Linked DNA regions of Sus scrofa: regions 2 and 3 are each linked to region 1. A link is a contact called in public Hi-C data. All regions are on one chromosome and are shown on one strand. The core of a region is the stretch at or near the end of the contact, and the rest is flanking DNA. Distances in the headings are between cores, read along the strand shown.

Evidence for each region. A called contact is a pair of places that touch in the nucleus more often than the background predicts.
Region 2: a Hi-C map of retroperitoneal adipose tissue shows a contact between it and region 1, with 1.5 times the contacts expected there. The contact joins the promoter of WDR24 here to the promoter of PIGQ in region 1. A contact is called at or near these places in 2 of 5 promoter capture datasets (fetal liver and liver) and 2 of 47 Hi-C or Micro-C datasets (liver and retroperitoneal adipose tissue).
Region 3: a contact with region 1 is called in a Hi-C map of liver, with 3 times the contacts expected there. The contact joins the promoter of RHOT2 here to the promoter of PIGQ in region 1. A contact is called at or near these places in 2 of 5 promoter capture datasets (fetal liver and liver) and 2 of 47 Hi-C or Micro-C datasets (epiblast stem cells and liver).

The regions. Positions count from the first base shown.
Region 1 is chr3:41,175,891-41,179,176 of Sscrofa11.1, forward strand. PIGQ (phosphatidylinositol N-acetylglucosaminyltransferase subunit Q) reads right to left here and starts at 1,563. Exons shown (of 10, transcript XM_021086906.1): 1 at 1,464-1,563.
Region 2 is chr3:41,083,763-41,087,048 of Sscrofa11.1, forward strand. WDR24 (WD repeat-containing protein 24) reads left to right here and starts at 1,653. Exons shown (of 8, transcript XM_003124706.6): 1 at 1,653-2,808. The coding sequence starts at 2,328.
Region 3 is chr3:41,104,806-41,108,091 of Sscrofa11.1, forward strand. RHOT2 (ras homolog family member T2) reads right to left here and starts at 1,565. Exons shown (of 20, transcript NM_214325.2): 1 at 1,465-1,565; 2 at 1,264-1,322; 3 at 1,082-1,163; 4 at 958-1,001; 5 at 1-31. The coding sequence starts at 1,501. WDR90 (WD repeat-containing protein 90) reads right to left here. Exons shown (of 42, transcript XM_021086904.1): 39 at 3,030-3,173; 40 at 2,844-2,963; 41 at 2,665-2,749; 42 at 1,930-2,357. The coding sequence ends at 2,200.

The DNA.
Region 1 (3,286 bases), core at 313-2,812:
CTCGCCAGGGCACCCACGCCGCCCCGCCGCAAACGCGGGGCTTGGCGGACGGGCCCCAGGAGGACCCGGCGGGGCCTCACCGCCCTCCCAAGTCTCAAGCCCGCCCTGGCCGGCAGCGTCCCTATTTTACAAATGAGGAAACAGAAGCTCCGAGAAGCAGGAGGCCAGCGCGGCTCCGGAGACCCTCGGGCTCCCGGGTCTGTCGGGCGGCGCGGCGGGAGTCGGGACCACAGGCCGGCGGGGGCAGCTCCCCAAGGTCGCGCCGCAGGACGCTGGCCCGCCCCCTGAGTGCTCACCGGCTGCTCCCCGGGGCCGCCCCCTCGGGCGGCAGGGTCGGGATGGGGTTGGGGACAACGACGGGTGGGCCCGGGCGGACGACGGCGCTCACGGCCCCCAGCCCCGCCGCGGCCGTGCCGCGGGACAGGAGCCCCATTTCCGCCCGCTCCCGGCGTTGCCGCGCTACGGTCCGTCCCCAAATGTGCCCGGGCTGCCCGCCGGCCTCACGCACAAGCGTTCCCCGCATGCAACGTTCCGGACCCTCGAGCCAGTGTGGCCAGAATGACTCCCTTGTTGCCATAGCGTCCCCGTCTGCCCGACCCACGCCGCGCACCTTGGTCCTCCTCACGCTCTGTGCACAAAGCCCTTGTCCCACCTCCAGCCTACCCACAGTGTCCCCAACACCCCTGCCTTCCAGTCATCCACCTTGCCGCAGCCACCAAACCTCTCTCCCATCCCGAGTTTCCTCGTCTGGGGACCCATTAGACCTGACAAATGAGGATCCCCGCCCTCTCCTTGCCCCCCACCATCCAGGTGAAAGGACCCCAAGTCCTGGGTGGGATCTCCCGGCTCCCCTCTCCCAGCATCCTGGTTCCTGCAGGGGCCACGTGAGCTTGGAGGGCCAGCCCAGAGGCTGAAGCCATCCGATCTGATGGCCCCTCCTGCTCCAGGGAAAAATACCCCCAACACCAGCAGCAGCAACTAATGTTTACTGAGAACCGGCAACAGAACTTTCCACACTGACCCGCTAACCCACCGCCACCTCCGCAGAGCCGGAACATATAGGCGGGACCTTGTCAGGCAATGGCCCAAACCACAGACCCCTAAACCACAGTCCTTGTGAGAGGCAGAAGCATCCCTCACCAGCCGCCCGGGCAGGACTAGGCACTGTCCCCTCCCCCTGAAGACCCCCTCACTGGAACTGGGAGCAAGGCTGGGCCCCAGACTCAGAGTAACCCCGCACCTGCCCGCCCCTCCGGGCCTCCTGTTCCTGCTGTTTTTCAGCAGCAGGAGTCTGTCCTCACAAGAACTGTCCCCATGCCCTTGCAGCCTCGTTTGCGGAGGAGGAAACGACGGCTCAGACAGCCTCCTGTGGGAGAAGACGCCCAGGAGCCTGGAGGTTCACAGCTCAGCCACGTGACAGCCCAGGGCGCCTCCAGGGCAGCCCCTCTTCTGCCCCCCCTTACCTCGGCTGAGGCCAGAGAAGCTGCAGGAGGCTCAGAACCTGGGGCGCCTCTGAAAATGGGGGACTGTGAGGGGCCGCGCCCCTTCCCAGACTGCCCTGATGAGCCCAGCCCAGCCACACCCTCCCCGCCGGCTTCTGTCTGATTAGGAGGCAGGGGCTGCGGCGCCAGCGGGAGATCCTGCCTGGGGGAGGGCTGGCAGCTGGCCCAACTCTCCAGAGATCCCCAGGCTTCAGCTGCTGGCCCCGAAGGGCAGGCCTCCTGGGCCCTGGGGGCTGGGAGGCAGGTGATCCCGGCTGCCGAGCAGGACTGAATCCTCGCCCAGAGGAGGACAGGGGCCAGTGCAGGGCTCGGCACAGCAGCGCTCAGGAGGGTCAGCAAACGTGCAGGGTCAGGAAGGCATGGCCAGCACCCGCCTACCCTGAACTTTCCCCCACCGTGGTCCTGGCTGGAGCACGCACGGTCAGGGGCTACCCCCGTCCAAGCCCGCCTGGTCAGGCCAGCTCCAAGCAGTGCAGGTACGCTCTGAGGCAGCCATCCTCGGGGGGGGGGGCACAGGCCACACCCAGGGGCCCCCCAGTCCCTCGGACACCAGCCAGAGGGACACCCAGGCCCAGGAAAACAGGATCACCAGCACCTCTGCTCGTCTGCCACAGTGACACTGCTGCTGCATGGGTGCCCACGCCCACCAGGCTGCCAAAGTGGAGCCCACTCAGGTCCCCCAGGGAGCCCAGGGGCTGGCGGGCACTGACAAACAACTGCATGTCCCCAAACTCTTCACTGAGCAGGGACCCCCCCCCCAGGCCCAACATGGAGGTGGGGGCCAGCGGCTCCAGGGCAGGGTCCAGTGTTAAGCTGTGCCCCACCCCAAGAATGTAGTCTGTCACCAAGAGGTGGCCAAAATCATCCACAGCCAGCTCCTGGGGGGGCCCAGAAGGTGCCCACTGTCGCCCAGCGGCTGTGAGGGGCTCGGGCAGTAGGCTGCAGCACGCGGACAGCCCCACGAGCGAGATCACTGACCACCACGAGCCCAGCGGCTGTCACAGCCACATGGTCTGGCACGGAGGCCCCAGCCCCCAGCACATGGCAGGACAGGTGGCAGCAGGAGCGTCCCTCGAGGTCCAGCACGTGGACACAGGGTGCGTTTGCGCCGTCAGGAAGAGCAGGTCATCTGGAGAGCAGTGCAGACCCCGGGGCCCCCCTGACCGCCCTGAGGGGACCGGGATCCGTCCAGCAGCCGGGGGGTGGGGTGGGGGTCCAGGCAGGTCCAGTGCGAGGTTTGGGAGGCGGGTGCGCTGGCGGGGGAGGCCCAGGAGCCTGGAGAGCTGGTGGGTGGGTGGCCGGGCCTCTCCGAGCTGGTGCTGCACGGACCCACGTTTGGGGCGCAATACAAAGAGCACCCCACCGGGTGCCGAGAAGCGCCTCACGGTCCCCGCGCCCTTCCCGGCAGCGCCGGCGGCCTTAGACGGAGGCTCGGGCAGTGAGGAGCTGGACCACTGACTCTCAGCCGTGGCCCCCGAACAAAATTCTGGGAGACCCACGGCCCAGGAAGACTGCTGTGGGTTTGGCTCTGAGGCCCGGGGGACCGAGGGGCATCCAGAAGCGGGGCGGGGAGAGATGAGCAGGGGTTCTCAAGCTCCTCCGCCCACGTTCAGGCAGGGAACGTGACCCTTCTGGGGCCAACCTAAGCCCCTGCCCATTACCCCAGGCCGCCCTCGGAGACTTCCAGCCCCCGGCGGTGAAACAGCCGTCTTTCCAGGGCCTCCCAAGCCGGACAGAGCGTCTCCGACCGGGGCCAGGATCCCCTGCGGGGCGTTACCCTGTGT
Region 2 (3,286 bases), core at 403-2,902, 92 kb before region 1:
TTTCAACAAAGAGGCAGAGGCTGGTCACACTGTGCCAGGCAGGAAACCCAGCTGGGACCAGCACAGAAGGTCCCTGACCTCTCATTGCTTAAATCGCTAAAATCATTACACATCGTATTCGCCCAAAATATTTAGGATCCTGCCCATCCTTCCAGAAGGGCAAAAATGAGCCCTGTTTGGGAGTTCCTTTGTGGCACAGCAGGTCAAGGATACAGAGTTTGTTGCTGCAGCAGCTTTAGTTGCTGCTGTCAGGTGGGTTTGATCCCTGGCCTGGGAACTTTCACATGCCCTGTTTCATGCAGAGGGTCACGAAGGTTAAGAAAGGTCAGAGGGGAGTTCCCGTTGTGGCACAGCGGAATCGAATCTGACTGGTATTCGTGAGGACGTGTGTTCAATCCCTGGCCTCGCTCAGCAGGTTAAGGATCTGGTGTTGCTGTAAGCTGCGGTGTAGATTGCAAACACTGCTCCCATCCCGCATTGCTGTGGCTGTGGTGTAGGCTGGCAGCTACAGCACCAATTCAACCCCTAGCCTGGGAACCTCCATATGCCCCAGGTGTGGTCCTAAGCAAAACAAAACAAAACAAAACAAAAGATTCGCAGGAAGGGTCGGGGAGTTCCTGTTGTGCCCCAGCGGGTTAAGAACCTAACACGGTGTCCATGAAGATGCAGGTTCAAACCTTGGCCCTGCTCAGGGGGTTAAGGATTTGGCTTAGGCCTGCAGCTGTAGCTCCGATTCCACTCCTAACCCAGGAACTTTCACATGTCCCAGGTGCGGCCTTAAAACAAACCAAAAAGGGGTCAAGGATGTCTTAAAAACTCACAGTGCAGCTAGGAGAGATGGGGACTCATACCCAGGAGAGAAAAGGAGGCTCTGGGAGGATCACTGATGTAGCCAGTTGTGTGGAACAGGTGGGGGTCCGGCACAGGAGCTCTTGTGGGCAGAAAGAGACATGCTCCCTGCCTGGTAGGGTTCACACTCATTTGCAACAGAAGGTAACTAGCATACAAAGGGAAGGGTCGTGACAAGTGCTGTGACGGTAACAGTTGACTGTATGGGCCAAGTTAGATGCGGTGGCCCAGAAAGGCCCCTTAACCAGCCACTCAGCTGAACCCTGCTAGATGAGGAGATGCAGCGGAGGGCGAGCGAGCCCGTGCGACGGCCGCGAAGCAGGAGAGAGCACGGCCGGCTGGAAGCCGCCATGGCTGGAGGTGCTCGGGGAGAGGAAGAGGCCAGGAGTTTGGGATTTCTTCACAGAGCATTGGGGACTTAAGGAGAATCTTAGGCCGACGAGTAGTACCTGTACGCTGTGCGCGTTCGGATCAGGGGGAACGAGGGACGCAAGGAGAGCGGTTACGGGGCTGCGCCCGGGATCGGGTGGGAGGGAGAGGGAGGGGGCGGAGACGACGGAGGGACTCGGGACTCGGGACTCGTTTAGGGTTGCCCGGACTTGCTGACGTACCTTCGCGGAGAGATGAGCACTGGTGTTAACATACTGTAATAAAAAGGCCACCAGCCGAGGCGGAACCGAGGGAACCCCTCTACCCTCGTCCCGGTCCACCCCTCCGCCTCCAGCAGCGGGGCTCCTCGACCCGGAACTTTTGTGGTGTGGGACCCGCTTCCGGTGAGAGACTGGCAAGAAAAGGACCACATCCGGTGAGGGGCGTGAAAGAGAAGGAGTGCTTCCGGTGCGGCGGTTCCGGCCCGGCCCGGCAGTGTTAGCGAGGGGTTCGGTTTCTCTCCGAAGGAACGACTTCTCAGTTCGTCTGGCTCTGTCTCGGTGCCGGCTGCCCCCGCTCCCTCGCCGCCTCTGTGCCGCCGGCCTCTTCTGCTTCCGGTCCCGCCAGACCCCCCTCCGCGCCCCGGGGCTCCTTAAGCAGCTCGATCCTTGAAGTCCCCCCGTGTCCCCTGTGCCTCTATAGCCTGTGTTCTCCGGGCCCCTCTAGTCCTTCTGCCCCCTCCCCTGAGGGCGGCTCCCCGGGCGAGACAGACCGACCGAAGGCCCAGTGACGGTCCTGATCTGGCAGTTGGGGGTTTGGAGAGGTGGCCTGGCAGGTACGATCTTCTTCAGAAGTGAGACATGGGACTGACTGGCCTCGAGGCAGCCATGGCGCCTTCTGACTGCCCAGCTAGGGGGATGGAACTTTCCTATCACACTGATTAACCGTAGACTGCCCTGGACCGGCTCCCGAGACTGACCAACCGAGGCCTAAGCCGTTTTGAAGGAACTACCCAGCTGACAGGCACTAGCCAATCCCCCCTCTCCCGCCCCCGCCCCCATCAGGCCTGCCCACCTCACTGACCTTTCCCCACCACTACGCGTGCAGCTATGGAGAAGATGTCCCGGGTGACCACAGCCCTGAGTGGCAGTGCACTGACAGGTCGCACCATGCACTGCCACCTGGACGCGCCAGCCAACGCCATCAGTGTGTGCCGTGACGCGGCCCAGGTGGTCGTGGCTGGCCGCAGCATCTTCAAGATCTACGCCATCGAGGAGGAGCAGTTTGTGGAGAAGCTGAATCTGCGTGTGGGCCGCAAGCCCTCGCTCAACCTGAGTTGCGCAGATGTCGTCTGGCACCAGATGGATGAGAACCTGCTGGCTACGGCGGCCACCAACGGTGTGGTGGTCACCTGGAACCTGGGCCGGCCGTCCCGCAACAAGCAGGACCAGCTGTTTACGGAGCACAAGCGCACGGTAAACAAAGTCTGCTTCCACCCCACTGAGGCCCATGTGCTGCTCAGTGGCTCCCAGGATGGCTTCATGAAGTGTTTCGACCTTCGCAGAAAGGACTCTGTCAGCACCTTCTCGGGTGAGGCCCTTGGAGGCGAGTCGGGCCGGTGTGCATCTCTGCAGGCGCCTGGCCTGTCTAGGCAGGTTGGGAAGTGCCGTGTGCATCACAGGCCCTCAGCTGTGCTTCCAGAGGGCTTCCTGGAGAAGGGGCAGGCCGAGCTGGCGCTGGAAGAGTGGGTGGAGGTCAGCGGAGGGGGGCGGGGGAGGCCTGGTGGAAGTGCGAGGCGCATCTGGAGTGTGCTCACAGCTCTGATGCACTTGTGGGGCCAGCCGGAGCTGAGGCTGAGCGTGGGATCGGGGAGAGGGCAGAGCCAGAGCAGATCCACAGCCACCCTGGGCAGCTGAGCAGTCTGTTTCTCTGCCTTGTCTTGCCTCAAAGCTCCAGACCACCTCATTTGCACAAAGTCTGCCTCCAGGGTCCTCAGCCCAGGGAAGCAGCAGCAGCACCGTGGTGTGTGTGTGTACACACTGCCTCGTCCCTCCAGAGGTCTTTTCCC
Region 3 (3,286 bases), core at 315-2,814, 71 kb before region 1:
ACACGTCATATACCACACACACCACGCTGGCCTGTGGGCAGAGGAGCGGTGTGTGGTGTGATCTGAAGCTTCCTGCTCCACTCACAGACTGCACAGGATCAGGCTCAGGGACCACGGCAGCCCGCCCCTCCAGCTGGCGCTCCCCGGCCGAGTCACACCAGCGGCCACTCACACCTCAGGCAAACCCTTCCCTGCCTGCTCCCGCCACAGATGCCAGGCTCCAGGATGGCAGCTCTGGTCCAGTCCCCTGAGGGCTCAGGACAAATACGGCCACTGTGAAACTTGGCGCCGCCACCCCAGCCTCAGCCCTTGGCTCCCTGGTCACCACAGGCAGTGCCAATGACCAGGACCACAACACAGGGGAAAGGGCACCTCGACAGCTGCTGCAGGTAGCTGCGGCCTGCATCCTTGCCCAGTGGTACCCTCAGGACATAGCAGCAGCTGCTGGGGGATCAGGCAGGACTGCCGGGGCAGCGCCTACACCCCCAGCTTGGTCCAGGCACAGGTTCTCCTGGTGACAGGGAAGCAGAGGGTTGTGCGGCCCACAGCCTTGGCCACAATACCCACTGCAGCCCAGAGGCCCAAGACACCGGACTGAGTAAGGGGTGGGGAAGGACAGCTGGGCACAGCCGTTTAAGGGATCACTGTCACGGACCTGGAGGCTGCTCCCAAGGTCCACCGGGAGAGGGAAAGCCAGGGAGACCTGGCCAGCCATGTGGGCAGGAGGGAGGAAAGGTCCCTCTCTTCCCCAGCTCCCAACAGGGTGCATCACCGGCACCCCAATAACCCTTAGAGCTGACAGGTCACGGCAGAATTAACGAGGCTGCAGACTCGCTGGGCACCTTAATCTCATCCCTCAGAAGGTGAAGCCGATCAGGCCAAAAGCACCACCCCCGGGCCTGAGCCCTGACCCCAAGGCCCAGCACCTCCTTCCCGAAGCTTCAGAACACCCTGTACCTTCTGAATCTCGTCCTGGAGCTCCTCGGCTGTCTGCTCAGCTTCTGCATGGGAAAAAAACCCCACTGCGGACCTGCCAGAAGCGCCAGCTCCTGGACAGAACCGCGGGCCGAGGCCTCTGTACCTGAGTAATCCACGATGTGGGTGGGAACCTTCTCTGGGGTGACGTCCGCGGGAATGGTGATCTCTTCTGCCCGAGGGGGGACCTGGGGCAGAGGCGGCCGTGAGGGCAGCCGGGAAGGGCTGAGGGCGGCGGCGGCGCCCAGGCCTGGGCTCCCCCTGGGCGCGGGGCGTGCTCGGCCTTACCTCTTCGGGGAACTCCTCGCCCACCAGCGACAGGATCAATGACGTTTTTCCTACCTGGGCTGCGCGCGGGGGCGGAAGAGGCAGGCGGCGCGGTCAGCGCAACGGCCAAAGTGGCGGCGCCCCGCCCCAGCCACGACCAGCCGCTGCCCCAAGACCCCGACCCGGCTCCGGCCCCCGCCCGGCCCGGGCCCGGGCGCACACCCTCGCCCAGCAGCAGGATGCGCACGTCTCGCTTCATGGTGACCGCAGAGAGCGGCAGCCGAACCCGGACGCAGACCCCCGTCCCCGAACGCAACCTCGACTGCAACCCCTGCCCAGGCCCGCGCTCTACAGGCGCCCGCACTTCCGGCCCCAGCGCGCGCAGCCGCACTAGCTAGCGGGGCGGGGGCATGGACCAGAGCGCCTGGCTGCGCCGCGGCGCCACCGCGTGGGCGTGCTGGGCACTGCAGGCGCACCGCCGGCCGGAGGGGCAGGGCTTCTGCCCCAGGTGCCGCCGCCCCCCTCCCCCCCCCCCCCCCCCCCGGAGCTCGCAGGTGGGCAGGCCTCCAGGCCTCCCCTGCAGGGTCGGGGCAGGGAGCAGGAGGCCTAAGGGTAGGTCAACAGCTGATCTCAGGTCGGAAGGGACAGCCGAGCCCGGAAACAGGAGTCTGGAGAAGCCAGCAGACCTTGCTTTAATGCAACGCCCACATTTATTTGAACTGTACAAGGTGGAAACAAAATCCAGAAGGAAACGAGGCCACGAGCGCTTCACAGATGTGTGTTCAAGGTCTTGACTGACACAACACGCTCCGGGGCCAGCCTGGGGCGGAGCCCACAGAGCCACGTGGGCCCAGCACAAGGCCCTGGGCCAAGCCAACTTCTTAGCCAAGCCTCTGCCCAGGCCAGGCACCCGGCTGACCAGCAAGGCAAGCCCAACTTGGCCATCCTTGCAGCAGCTCAGGGGCCCACGACTTCCCACATCAGGATCTGTGTGTGGGCCGCCGTGAAGAGCAGCCGGGCAGATGGGGAAAACCTGCAGAGCTGCACTGAGTCGGCGTGGCCAGCAAAGTCCTGCACGGCCCCCGAGGCACAGTCCACCAGCCTCAGCATCTGTTCTGTGGGCGGACAGCAGGGTGGGGGGGAGAAGAGCCCAGGGCAGCTGGGGCGCTGGGGGCCCGTGCCCGACTCTGTGTAGCTCCAGGATCTGAGGATCCTCCAACCCACCCTGGCTCTGTCTCCAGCTGAAACGGGGGCCTCATGGGGGAACCTGCCTGCCCCCCCATCTCCAGATCCGATCTCTAACACCCCTGGAGGGGAGGTCCTCGCCCCAGCCACTTCAGGGACAAGGAGCTTGGGGCCCAGGTGTACCTACGTGGCCCCACTCAGGTCAGGCCAGAGTCCACGCCAGAGCTCAGCACTCACCAGCAAAGCCGACAGCCACAAGGCAGGCCCTGGGGGACAGGCTCATGGACACGGCGAGGAAAGGCAACGGGATCCTCTCCACCACCTGCAGGCAGCGAGCGTGAGGCCGTGGCAGGGGTTCCCATGGCCCTGAGACCCGCCCCTCCCCAGCACCAGGTCCTGCGGGCAGGTGCACATGCCTGCTTCTGCCGGAGGCTGTAGAAGAGCACCTCGTGGTGCAGGCCGAGGCCCACACATGCCAGCAGCGCCCCATCCCAGGGGCAGAAGGCAGCCAGGGACGGTGGCAGGCAGCCGGGCACCTGTGGAGAGTGTGGTGTTGGGAGAGGGTGGGCAGCATCTGCCCACCGGGCTATTGGGATTCTTACCTCTGTGAGGGCAGGCGCCGGGAAGCTCAGCCAGTCCACAAGCTCACAGTGGTTCTGCGGCCAATCAGAGGCCCAGACGCTGACCCGCTGGTCCCCGCTGGCAGCCAGCCACAGGTCTGCACCCTCTGCCCCGAAGTCTCCATACTGGGGGCAGAGGCAAGGGGGAAGGAAGGGCTGGTAGGTGCCTCCTGCCCCACTCTGCCTGCCCGTTTCGCTGCCAGCACCCTGGGCTGGGCCGGGCCGCGCCCTGCCGGCTC